Linked DNA regions of Sus scrofa: region 2 is linked to region 1. The links are chromatin contacts, called in public HiChIP or PLAC-seq maps. All regions are on one chromosome and are shown on one strand. The core of a region is the stretch at or near the end of the contact, and the rest is flanking DNA. Distances in the headings are between cores, read along the strand shown. Region 1 holds the start of DYNLRB1 (dynein light chain roadblock-type 1). Region 2 holds the start of EDEM2 (ER degradation-enhancing alpha-mannosidase-like protein 2).

Region 1 (5,687 bases), core at 3,033-5,532:
AAAAAAAAAGAAGTTCCTGGGCTAGGTATTGAACCTGTGCCACAGCAGTGACTGAAGCCACAGTAGCAACAACGTTGGATTCTTAACCAGTTAGGCCATTAGGGAGCTTCTTGAGTCTTTACTACTATTAACATGGGTGTCTGCATCAGAGAAAAGACAAAACTCCTGGGTGCTCTAGTTCCCAGGTACATGCTGCTGACAGATTAAAAAAACAAGTAGAACTAAAACTTCATGATTATTTATTGGTTTTGCATAGGAGGGATAATTATCCGAAGCAAAAGTTTCATAAAGGAACAGTATCCAATCCGACTACTGAATATAAAAATTTAATTTCTAGGAGTTCCCCCTGTGGCACAACAGGATCAGCGGTGTCTTGGGAGTGCTGGGATGAGGGTTCAATCCTTGGCCCAGCACAGTGGGTTAAGGATCCAGTGTTGCCACAGATGCGGCTTACATCATAACCACGGCTCAGATATGATTCCTGGCCCAGCAATTCCATATACCACGGGGTGGCCCAAAAAGAAAAAAAAAATTTGTTTTAACTTCTAGAAAACAAAAAAGGAGAGAAAAACAAGTGCATCAAATATAACAGGAGTGCCCACTGTAGTACAGTGGGTTAAGGATCTGGCATTGTTTCTGTGATGGCTCAAGTTTGATTTTAACAAAAGCATCTGGCATTGCCACGGCTGTGGTATAGGTTTCAGCTGCAGCTCAGATTTAATACCCAGCCCAGGAACTTCCACATGCTGTATGGGTAAGGCCATTATATATATAATATATATATATATAATATATATATTATATATATTATATATATATATTATATATTAATATATATAATATATATTTATATATTAATATATATAATAGATATATATATATAAATAAATAAAACAGGCAGAAAAGTAATTCCAGGAGTTCCCTGGTGGCTCAGCAGGTTAAGAATCTGGCATTGTCACTGCTGTGGCTCTGGTTTACCTCTGTGGCATGGGTTTGGTCCTCGGCCTGTGAACTTTAATATGCTGTGGGTGCAGCCAAAAAAAAAAGGGGGTAATTCTAAAATATCACACAGAATATTAAGAAAAATAGTTAAGTCTCTAAAATTAAGAGGGCAAGAAGGCTACTAGGAGAAAATACACCCAAAAGAAATTCAAACACACAGAAAAATGTTCATTGTTCCCTGTACATATATATATATATATATATATATATATTTTTTTTTTTTTTTTTTTTTTTGTCTTTTTGCTATTTCTTGGGCCGTTCCTGCGGCATATGGAGATTCCCAGGCTAGGGGTCTAATCAGAGCTGTAGCCACCGGCCTACACCACAGTCACAGCAATGCAGGATCCGAGCTGCATCTGCAACGTACACCACGGCTCACGGCAACACCAGATGGTTAAACCACTGAGCAAGGCCAGGGACCGAACCTGCAACCTCATGGTTCCTCGTCGGATTCGTTAACCACTGCGCCACGACGGGAACTCCCCCTGTACATATAAACATGAAAATTATAGCAATGCTGAGATATCTTTTGAACACTGGCAGTATTACAGCAAAACTGGTACATAGGCAATGCAACCTTTTTTTGTAGTTGTTCTGTCTTTTTAGGGCTGCACCAGAGGCATATGGGAGTTCCTAGCCTAGGGGTCAAATCAGAGCTGCTAGCCACTGGCCTACGCCACAGCCACACCAACGTAGAATCCAAGCCACATCTGTGACCTACACCACAGCTTATGGCAATGCTGGATCCTTGACCCACTGATCGAGACAAGGCATTGAACCTGCATCCTCATAGTTACTAGTCAGATTGTTTCCACTGAGTCATGACTGGAACTCCAACGCAACCTTTTGAGAAAGCTACTGGACAACACTATTGCAAGTGTTGGTCCCCCGGCCTCAGAGAGTCTCTTCCTTAGAATTTCTCCTGAGAAAATCATCTAATAAATTTGTTTAAAAGAAAACAAACTCTACACATACAGAGACATTCATTAAACTGCTATCTTTATTAACAAAGAATTAGGAGCAACCCAAATAGGGAAATGGGTTGGCAAATTATGGTTCAAATATTTCATGGACTACCATGTAATCATTAAAAATAATTCAATACAAAGATGATGTGGCAACAAAGTTATATGTCTCTGGACATTAAACCAAACAGAAACAAAAAACTAGAATGTATATCTTGAAAAAATATGCATATGTAAACAAAGACGAGGAGAACATAGCATACAAAGATGAAAACAGTTGTGTGGTGGAATAAAACTGGATGTGATTATGGATTTTTTTTTTTTCTTTTTAGGGCCGCACACTAAATGTGTAAATTCCCAGGCTAGAGGTCGAATCGGAGCTGCAGATGCCAGCCTACACCACCACTCACAGCAATGCTGGATCCTTAACCCACTGAACGAGACCAGGGATTGAATCCACATCCTCATGAATACTAGTCAGGTTCGTAACTCTGGACCACGACGGGAACTCCCTATGGATGACTTTTATATCACCATCCAAAAGAGCTATCTGTCAGTTTCTACAAAATGTTTAAAATGTGCCCGTCATTAGTACCACTTCTGTTTACCGCTACACAAACACTAGCATGAGTGGGGCAAAAAAAAAAAGGACAAAAACAGCACTGTAGCATTGTCTGGAGTGAAATACTGTAATACATCTCAATGTATATACTGCAGTAGAAGATAAATACACTCCTTTAAAAGAATGAAGTACGTTTGTATATAATGACATGGAAAAATATCTGATAGTTTTTAGTGAAGAGTGTAAGTTCCAAAATGAGATTATCTACCCATATAGCCTAGAGTAAACTTAATATGTATAAATATGTTCCAATATCATGTAACAGGTTATATATAAATATGCTTATGCACTTAATAAATATGGAAAGAAACACACCCAACTGTCATTACCAGAGAGGAGTGAGGTGGGAACTACATATACTTTCTACGTTACAAACTTTGGTACTGCTTCAATTTGTTGAAATGTGCATCTAAATATATTTTGCTTTCATGAGTAGAAGCACACAATAGCATGGTAGAAGTTGCAGGAAGCTACTATTAGTGTAAGAAAAAGACAGGACATATATACATGCTGGTATACATATAAAAGGAACTAATGTTTCTAAAGGAGATTGAAGCTGGGTATCAAGGTTTGGTGGAAGATTTATTTTCACTTAGATCCTTTCAGATGCTTTTTTGTTTTTACTGTGTGCAGTTATTATCTGCTAAAAGTCAATTTCTTTTACAGTTTAAAAAGTGATATGAATGATAAAGTTACCTCATCTAGTCTATAAACTAGCTAACTATAAACTATAAATAGCTGTATCTATTCTACATACAGCTAAACTATATAAAGCAAAAACTGACGAAAACAAAACAAGTAATCTGCCTAATTATAAGTCGTTACCTCCAGGTATGGTACTGTTTCTTATTCCCTTTCAATTTTTCTTTTAGGCTTTAAATTCTTAAATACGATTTTTTAAAACCATTCACATGGTTTAACGTTCAAAAGCTCTTTCCAAGTTGTTGTTTTTTTTGTTTTGTTTTGTTTTTTACAAGTTGGGAGGATTAAAAACACAAGAAACCAAACCTGTAAAGGCATAAAGAGCCCACAGTTCCAGTCAGCAAGGCAGGAACCACAAGGGTGGATCCCGCTCGTTTCTGACTCATGCACCATTTCTCAACGGCTCGAAAGAATCACACAGAAAGGCAGCAGTCAAGTGTCTAGGGTTCAAGTCCATCTCCGTCATTTACTGGGGCAGGGCACTTAGTTTCACCGGGTTTTACATCCCGAGTGTGTAATACAGGGATAATGGTCGTACCTACTTCACAGAGCTACGGTGAGGAGGCAGGCCAGGGTATGTAAAGCGTATAGCAGTGTCTGGCACGAATTAAGTTTCTAGAAAATATAATCACTATTGTTGTTATAGCTCAACAAGGCCAAGGTTGCTAGGATGCAGGGGCCCGTGTGCCCAGCTCCGTCAATCCTTCCCCGTGGCACCAGCAACTACTTCCGGTCAAGGGACCACTGGATCCGGTGGCCCCGCCTCGGCCCCCTCGGTCCGAGTCAGGAGGCCCGCGCCGCCCCGGTTCCGCCCTCCAGACTGCTTCGGTCCGGCGCGCCCAGCCCCGCGGATGCCGCCCGGGAGGATGGACCTCTGGGCTGAGGGTGGTGGGAGGTCGTGGTTGGCCACCTCCCGGCCGCTGGCCACAAGCTCCCAGCAGATACTCACCATCTCGGACCGATCCTGTAGCTCCTCGTCGCCGGCCTTCAGCCCAGTCCCGGAGCTTCTCTGCGCCTGCGCACAGCTCCTGTCAAAGCGGACAGGCTCGGTAGCCTATCAGGAGCCAGCAGGCGGGTAGGCGGATCCTGGGGAATTGGCCCAGTGCTGTCCGCGAACAGCAAAGTAGCAATCCAGCTATGGAAAATTCCCAGCTCCAGCTATGCCGAAAAGAGGCAAGTTGGCTTTGTTGGAAGAGGCTTTCAACACTTAACCGAGGCCTGAGCTAGCTCTGGAGGTCCTGGGTGTAGGGTGGGGAGAGACTCTGAAGGAGTGGGTGTTGCTGATATCCACTTTGCTCCCGAATTGAGGCAAGGCGAGGCTCCGAGCCAAAATGCGCTAAAAAGTCCGAAATTCGAACTGGAGCCAAGAATCCATAGGGTCTCGTGAGCGACTCCCCCGGATTCCATGAGGGCACTGAGGTAAAGTGGTCGGGGCTAGCCTGGGAGTCTTTTAGTCTTAGAACCTCTAGCTCAGGGCCGCCCTTGTGTTGCCTTAGAGAAGCCACTTCAAATTTCTGTAGTCCCTCATTTGCTCACCTTTAAAAGGGGGACCCTTCTTCCTAGAGCCCTATGTTAAGTTTTCCACACAAAAAAATTCTGGGTTCTCTAGCAGGAAATAATTTGCTAAGACAACTGCCATTTAGTGAACCTTGTGCTATGTTACTGGGCTTACACCCACTCTATCTCCTGTAGCCTCAGCTTAAAGTTTCTTGGAGGCACTGGAGCTTGCTGAATTCAAGCTCCAAACTTTCATTCCACTGTCGCCTCGTTCAGTTGAGTAAGGATTTGGTTTTCCTTCCAGGGGCGTCTGCATGTTAAGAAGATTGAATAGTGACTTTATGGTGAAGAAACTTGGGAGACACCATCATAACCAGAGGATCAAGGTTAACATAACTGGTTATGGGATATACTAATATGTGCCCTCTGATAATCTTGCAAAGGGCACTTTACATCTGTGGTGTTTTTCACAAAAATCCATGGCCTTAACCATGAGAAAACATTAAACCAAACTTGAGGGACTCTATAAGGTACCCAACCAATACTCTTCAAAAAATGTCAAAGTCACACACACACACACACAAAAAGAACTGGAGTTCCCGTCGTGGCGCAGTGGTTAACGAATCCGACTAGGAACCATGAGGTTGCTCAGTGGGTTAACAATCCAGCGTTGCCATGAGCTGTGGTGTAGGTTGCAGACGCGGCTCGGATCCATCGTTGTTGTGGCTCTGGCATAGGCTGGTGGTTACAGCTCCAATTGGACCCCTAGCCTGGGAACCTCCATATGCCGCGAGAGCGGCCCAAGAAAATGGGAAAAAGACAAAAAGACCCAAAAAAAAAAAAAAAAAGTCAAAGTCTGGAAAGACAAGGAATGAATGAGAACTGTCACAGATTGAAAG
Region 2 (5,841 bases), core at 344-2,843, 590 kb before region 1:
ATCTATAAGTATACTCTGTTTGGAAAGAGGGTCTTTGCTGATGTGATTAAGTTAAGGGTATTTATTTATTTTAATTATTTTATTTTACTTTTACAGCTGTACCTGTAGAATATGAAAGTTCCCAGCCTAGGGGTCAAAGCAGAACTGTAGCTGCTGGCCTACGCCACAGCCACAAGAGCTTGCAGCAATGCTGGATCCTTAACCCACTGAGTGATTCCAGAGATTGAACCCACATCTTCACAGACACTATACTGGGTTCTTAACCTGCTGAGCCACAGTGGGAACTCTCAAGTTAAGGATCCTGAGATGGGAGATCATACTGTATTATCTAGGTGGCCCCAACTGCAGTCATAATGTCCTTCTGGGAGAGCAGAGGGAGAGGTATGACACACACCCACAGAAAAGGAGGTGATAAGAACACTGAGGCAAAGATTGGAGTGATAGGGCCACAGGCCAAGGAATGCCAGCAACTGTCTTTTCCCCAGGAGAAGCTGGAGCAGCAAGGAGCAGATTCTTCCTCAGAGGCTCCAGGGGGAGGGCACCCTGATAATATCTTGATTTTGGCTCAGTGAAACTAATTTCAGGCCTCTAGCCTCTAGAACTGTGTTAGGGTACATTTCTGTTGCTTTAAGCCACCAAGTTTGTGGTAATTATACTTTGTTACAGCAGTCACAGGAATTTAATACTATGCCCCTGTGTTGTTACCTGAGTCTCAGTATACTGTCATCTCCTTTCCCTTCCATCTGGCACTTCCCAGAGGAGTTGCCAAAAGCATCGTAAAATTTTTTGTGTTTCTGTTCTATCACGCAGTGTGACATGCTCACTGAATCCTCGTAATCCTATTAGGCAAATACTAATATTATTCCTATTTTACAAATGAGTAAAATACCCAGAAGACAAGCTAGTCAGACCACACTCCTAACAAGGATGGAGCTAGTATTCTAACTCAGGTCTTCTCAATCTAAGGCCCACACTTTTTTTTTCCTTTTTTTGGCTCATGCCTGCAGCATGTGGAAGTTCCTGGGCCAGGACCAGAACTACATCACAGCAGCAATAACACCTGATCGGTAATCCATTGCACCACCAGATAACTCCAAGGCCCATGCTTAACCTCTACTCTGTGCTACCTTAAGCTCTCTGGGTTATGTTAGAGTTTTAATTCTTATATCTACTGACAGCATTTCAAGGTATTAATTTGAAGGTTGTTTTCAAGGATGCTGGTCCAAAGGGGACCAAACAAGTCTTCATTCCAGCTCAAGGAATTAAGCTGCCACTTCCATCTGTCTTTTTCATCAAAAAGAAAAGAATGAAGTCTCCCTTCAAATCCAGGGTTAAGTCTACTAAATATCATACTGCCTAAAATCATGTGTGTTGCTGTGGTCTAAAATGCTGACCAACTTTAAGAAGCTTTTTTAAAACGCTGTTGCTAAAGCATTAGTAAGAGTAACTGTAAGAGCCACTGTCTTTAGGACACGTTCATCTCGACTAGAGAGACTGTATATCCCAAGATGCTCTTTGCTTGGGTTCCGCCGCTTATTGCATTCTGGGGCTTGTAGTCCACAACTGAGTGGTTGATGTATCAGCACGCAGGCGCAGTGGCGCGAACTCCCGGAAGACTCAGCAAAGGCTCCCAGGATGAACGGGTGGCGGTGGCTGCTGCTGCTGTGGCCGCGCTGACAGGACACGAGCTCTATGCCTTTCCGGCTGCTCGTCCCGCTTGGCCTCCTGTGCGCGCTGCTGCCCTTGCACCATGGTGCGCCGGGCCCCGATGGCACCGCGCCCGACCCCGCGCACTACAGGTGAAGGGGGTCAGGCTCCCCGCCCTTCCATAGTTGGGGAATGGGAAGCGCAGACCTGGTCCCCTCCCTTGCCCTCTGTCCCAGGATACCCACCCTGACCTGCTGGGACCCCACCTCTGGGCTCCGGCAGAAATCAGGTGGTGATTCCCACTTTCCACCCTATTTCTTGTCCTTTCCCCTGACTGGTTTCCTTTGGTGGCCCCCTCCTTATTTCTTGTACCCCGCATCAGGGAGCGAGTCAAGGCCATGTTCTACCACGCCTACGACAGCTACCTGGAGAATGCCTTTCCCTACGACGAGCTGCGACCTCTCACCTGTGACGGGCACGACACCTGGGGCAGGTAGTGCGAGCGGAGGAGCAACAGGGCGGCCGGGGTCTGGCAGTCCTGTCCTAGGCGGGCGGGGCTGCTGGGACTGGTGCCTTCATGGTTTCCTCACTGGTTCCTGAAAACTTGCTAGCCAGGGTGGGGTCGCTTTCCCCTCAATTCGGGTCAGCACCACCAGGATCCACCCAACCTCCGGGAAAGCTGGATCTCATAGTGGAAAAAGGCTGGGTTAGCCTGGTGGGCTGGGCCTCTGGGCTCGGGCCACAAGTGTAACAGGCATCAGCTGTTGGGATTTGGGCAAATCTCTGGAGCTGTAGGATATGTGGAAGGGCTTCAAGAAATCAGAAGACCCAACCCCTTCATGTTACAAGTGGGCAAACAGGCCCATTAGGGGATGTAACTCTTGGCAAACATGAAACATCTGAGCTTTGGTAGTGTTTAGTGTAACTGAAACACGCTTCCCCCTTTACCCTCACATCCCTGACTGCTTCTTGAGATCTCAGCTCAAAATGTCCTCTCAGCCACAGTTCCCCTAACTACCCACCTCCTACAGGTCACACTCACAAACCACCCTTTTTATTTTCTTTGTAGCACTACTCACTCTGATACTGTCGTTTTCACTTATCTACTAGTGTGTCTTTCTTACTTCCACTAGAATAAAAATCTATGAAAGGTGGAATTCTCCATCTCGTTCCTTGCTGAACGAGTGAAGAATCATTGCATTTGCCTGAAGCTGACATGGATTAAACACTGTGCTAAGCATTTTGCTTGTGTCATCTCATGTAATTAACGCCCCTAGGAGTCAAGTGCCTTTACCTCTATTTTACAAGTGGATATGCTAAGGACTGGAGAAGTTAAGCAAACTCAGCACAATTTGTGCTAGTTTTCTTTTTTTTAATAGTTGAAAAAAGCAATACAAGCAAATGGCAAATTCAAGCAGTGCAATATCATTTAATAAAATAAAATATCTCCCATACTCTAGAACTCTACCCACTGTTAACTTTCTTGTGTATCCTTCCAGAAATATTTTGGGTTTATACCGTCATATAGGTATGTATATGTGTGTGTTTCTAAATTAACTTTTTAAAAGCATAACTTACATAAAATGCACCTATTTTAAGTGTCTAATAACCACTATCACAGTCAAGAGAGAAAACATTTCTGTCACTCTAAATAAAGTTCTCTTGCAACCCTTTATAGTTAATTCTTCCACCACTGCTGGCCCCTAAACTTGCAAAATCTGCTTTCTGTCTGTATGTCTCTGTTGGAAAACACAATTAGAAACATACAACAGTACCTTTTCTGTACCTTGTGTTTTTCATTTAACTATCTAATTTGAATATCTTCACATTAGCCCATAGAACTCTTGATAACAACCTTTTTGACAACCTCATCCTTTTGCATTGTTTGAATGTATTACACTTTTCAACTGGTGTACCCGTGAGTTATTTCTATGGTTTTTTTCTGTTCTAAAAGCAGTACTGCCAGGAGCATTCTGAAACCTGCAGTTCTATGTCCTGTGAGGTAAATTTCTAGATGTGGAAAAGCCTGTGTTCTGAGCTACAATCTTATACTGCCTCCTTATGGCAGAGAAGAATGCCAGAGAACACAGGCCATGTGTGTAACTATGGTGGAGCTACATCACCCCACCTCCCAGGTGCCTTAAATGGGTCAGAGGTTCCAGGTGATTTTCCCTATGGCTTCTCTGTTGTGACTGCAGGTGGGGCTGGCAGAGGCATCACTGTGCCTCAATTTTAGTTTTTGACATATCTGTTCCGGGGGCAGCCTTCATATCTGGTGTTTGATTTTCTTATTAAGCAGCTGGGATTTTTGTCCTTTTACAGTTTTTCTCTGACTCTAATCGATGCTCTGGACACCTTGTTGGTAAGTGTCTCGTCTATTTCTTTTCTTCTCTAATCTTGCATAACCAACATCCTTCCTCTTTTGGCAGCTTGACTATGGGTAAAAAATGAATTCTTCACCTAAGCCTTTTATTTTTGTCTTATGATTCTGAATCATTGGGTTCCAGATGCCCATCTAGAGGAAAATGATGAATTCCAACTTATTCAGATTCATTTTTTGAGCAAATATTTCTAGAGGACCTGTTATGACTACAGAGCTGTGACGAGCCTAAATACGTGTGGGTAATAACAGAAGCTTTGATACCCTCCTTGTTTTTAGAGGCCTCCATGCTAATGGCCATAATCAGTGATTAAAATGCTGAGAGTAACATTGTGTTATGTGTAGGGCTCATGCTAAGCACTTTACATGTATTTTTTAATGCTTCCAACAACCCCATGAGGTAAGTACCTTTGCTCCTTTTGCACCTGAGAAATCTGATGCTTAGAAAGGGTGAAATGACTTGGCCAGGGCACCCAGCCATTAAATGCAGGGTTAGGACTTGCACGCAATTTGTATGACTCCAAGCCTTAACCATCATCCTTAAAAAGGCCACAAGAGAGGTTTTCACACCTTTCCTCCATTTCACTATTTCTGTTCTCTGTTACCCAGTCTCATTTTTCTAATATTTACATGATAGTATTTACATGATGGTGATCACTCTGCAGATATAATTTAGGTGTTTTGTTTGCTTTTTTTTTTTTTTTTTTTGCTTTTTAAGGTCATACTTGTGGCATATGGAGGTTCCCAGGCTAGGGGTCAAATTAGAGATACAGCTGCCAGTCATGGCCACAGCCACAGCAACACAGGATCTAGGCTGTGTCTGCGACCTACACCACAGCTCACAGCAACACTGGATCCGTGACCCACTCAGTGAGGCCATGGATCAAACCCACATCCTCATGGAAACTAGTCAGATTCATTTCTGCTGTGCAACAACAGGCACTCCCAAGTTTTTTTGCTTAATGTTAATTTGTATGTACTATCTATTCATCAAACATTTATTTATTTATTGAGAGCCAGCTGTGTCCCAAGCACAGGGTTAAGCTTTGGAGTAATAATGGTGAGTTTAAACAGACAGGGTCCCTGCTTTCTTGGAGTTTATGATTTCAGTGAGGGAGACAAGGAATCAAAGATAACCCTAAAGAATGTAGTATTACAAATTGAGGTGAGTGCTGTGTGGGAAAGGAACATGGCTCTGTGAATGGTTATGATAAAGGAAATGACCTAGACTGAGAAAGTCAGGAAGGATTTTCCCTAAAGGAATGAAATGACACTTAAGTTGGGATCTGAAGAAGAAGCAAGTGTTGACTAGAGAAGCAGGGGAGGAAAGAGTATCCAGGCAGAGGGAACAGCCTGTGCGAAGTCCTTGTGGCAGGAGAGAGCATGGCAAGTGCAGTGAAATAATAGAAGGCCAGTGTGGCTGGGATATGGAGAAGGAAGAGGAGGGAGCAGAGTGGAGATGGAGGGAGGCACGAGGATCAGATGATGCCAGCCCATGGAAAGCCATGGAAATTTCTCAAGTACAGGCCAAGAAATGATAAGATTTCTGTCTTGAGAAGAATCCTGGCTACAACGTGGAGAAAGATTCTTGTAATCATTCAACAAACTTTTTTTTTTTTTTTTTTTAGTAATTGCTTCATGGACTATGCTTAGCACACTGGGGGATGCAAACATGAGTGAGGCTCCTGCCTATGCAAACATTCTCAGAATGTGGAAAGAAATAGATGCTCTAAGAGTTGTGTGGATACACTTACTGGAGTATTTGAAAGGAAGAAGAGCTTAATTTCAGCTGGAGGAATCAGACTCCTTAGAGA

Evidence for each region. HiChIP or PLAC-seq counts read pairs in DNA pulled down with a chosen protein or histone mark.
Region 2: a contact with region 1 is called in an H3K27ac HiChIP or PLAC-seq map of alveolar macrophages. The contact joins the promoter of EDEM2 here to the promoter of DYNLRB1 in region 1. A contact is called at or near these places in 1 of 5 promoter capture datasets (fetal liver) and 1 of 2 datasets of contacts at active chromatin or transcription factors (alveolar macrophages).

Annotation. Positions count from the first base shown.
Region 1 is chr17:37,922,067-37,927,753 of Sscrofa11.1, reverse strand. It overlaps DYNLRB1 (dynein light chain roadblock-type 1), which reads right to left and starts at 4,282. Exons shown (of 4, transcript NM_001190180.1): 1 at 4,241-4,282. The coding sequence starts at 4,243.
Region 2 is chr17:38,510,995-38,516,835 of Sscrofa11.1, reverse strand. It overlaps EDEM2 (ER degradation-enhancing alpha-mannosidase-like protein 2), which reads left to right and starts at 1,593. Exons shown (of 11, transcript XM_003359958.5): 1 at 1,593-1,799; 2 at 2,030-2,140; 3 at 3,970-4,009. The coding sequence starts at 1,693.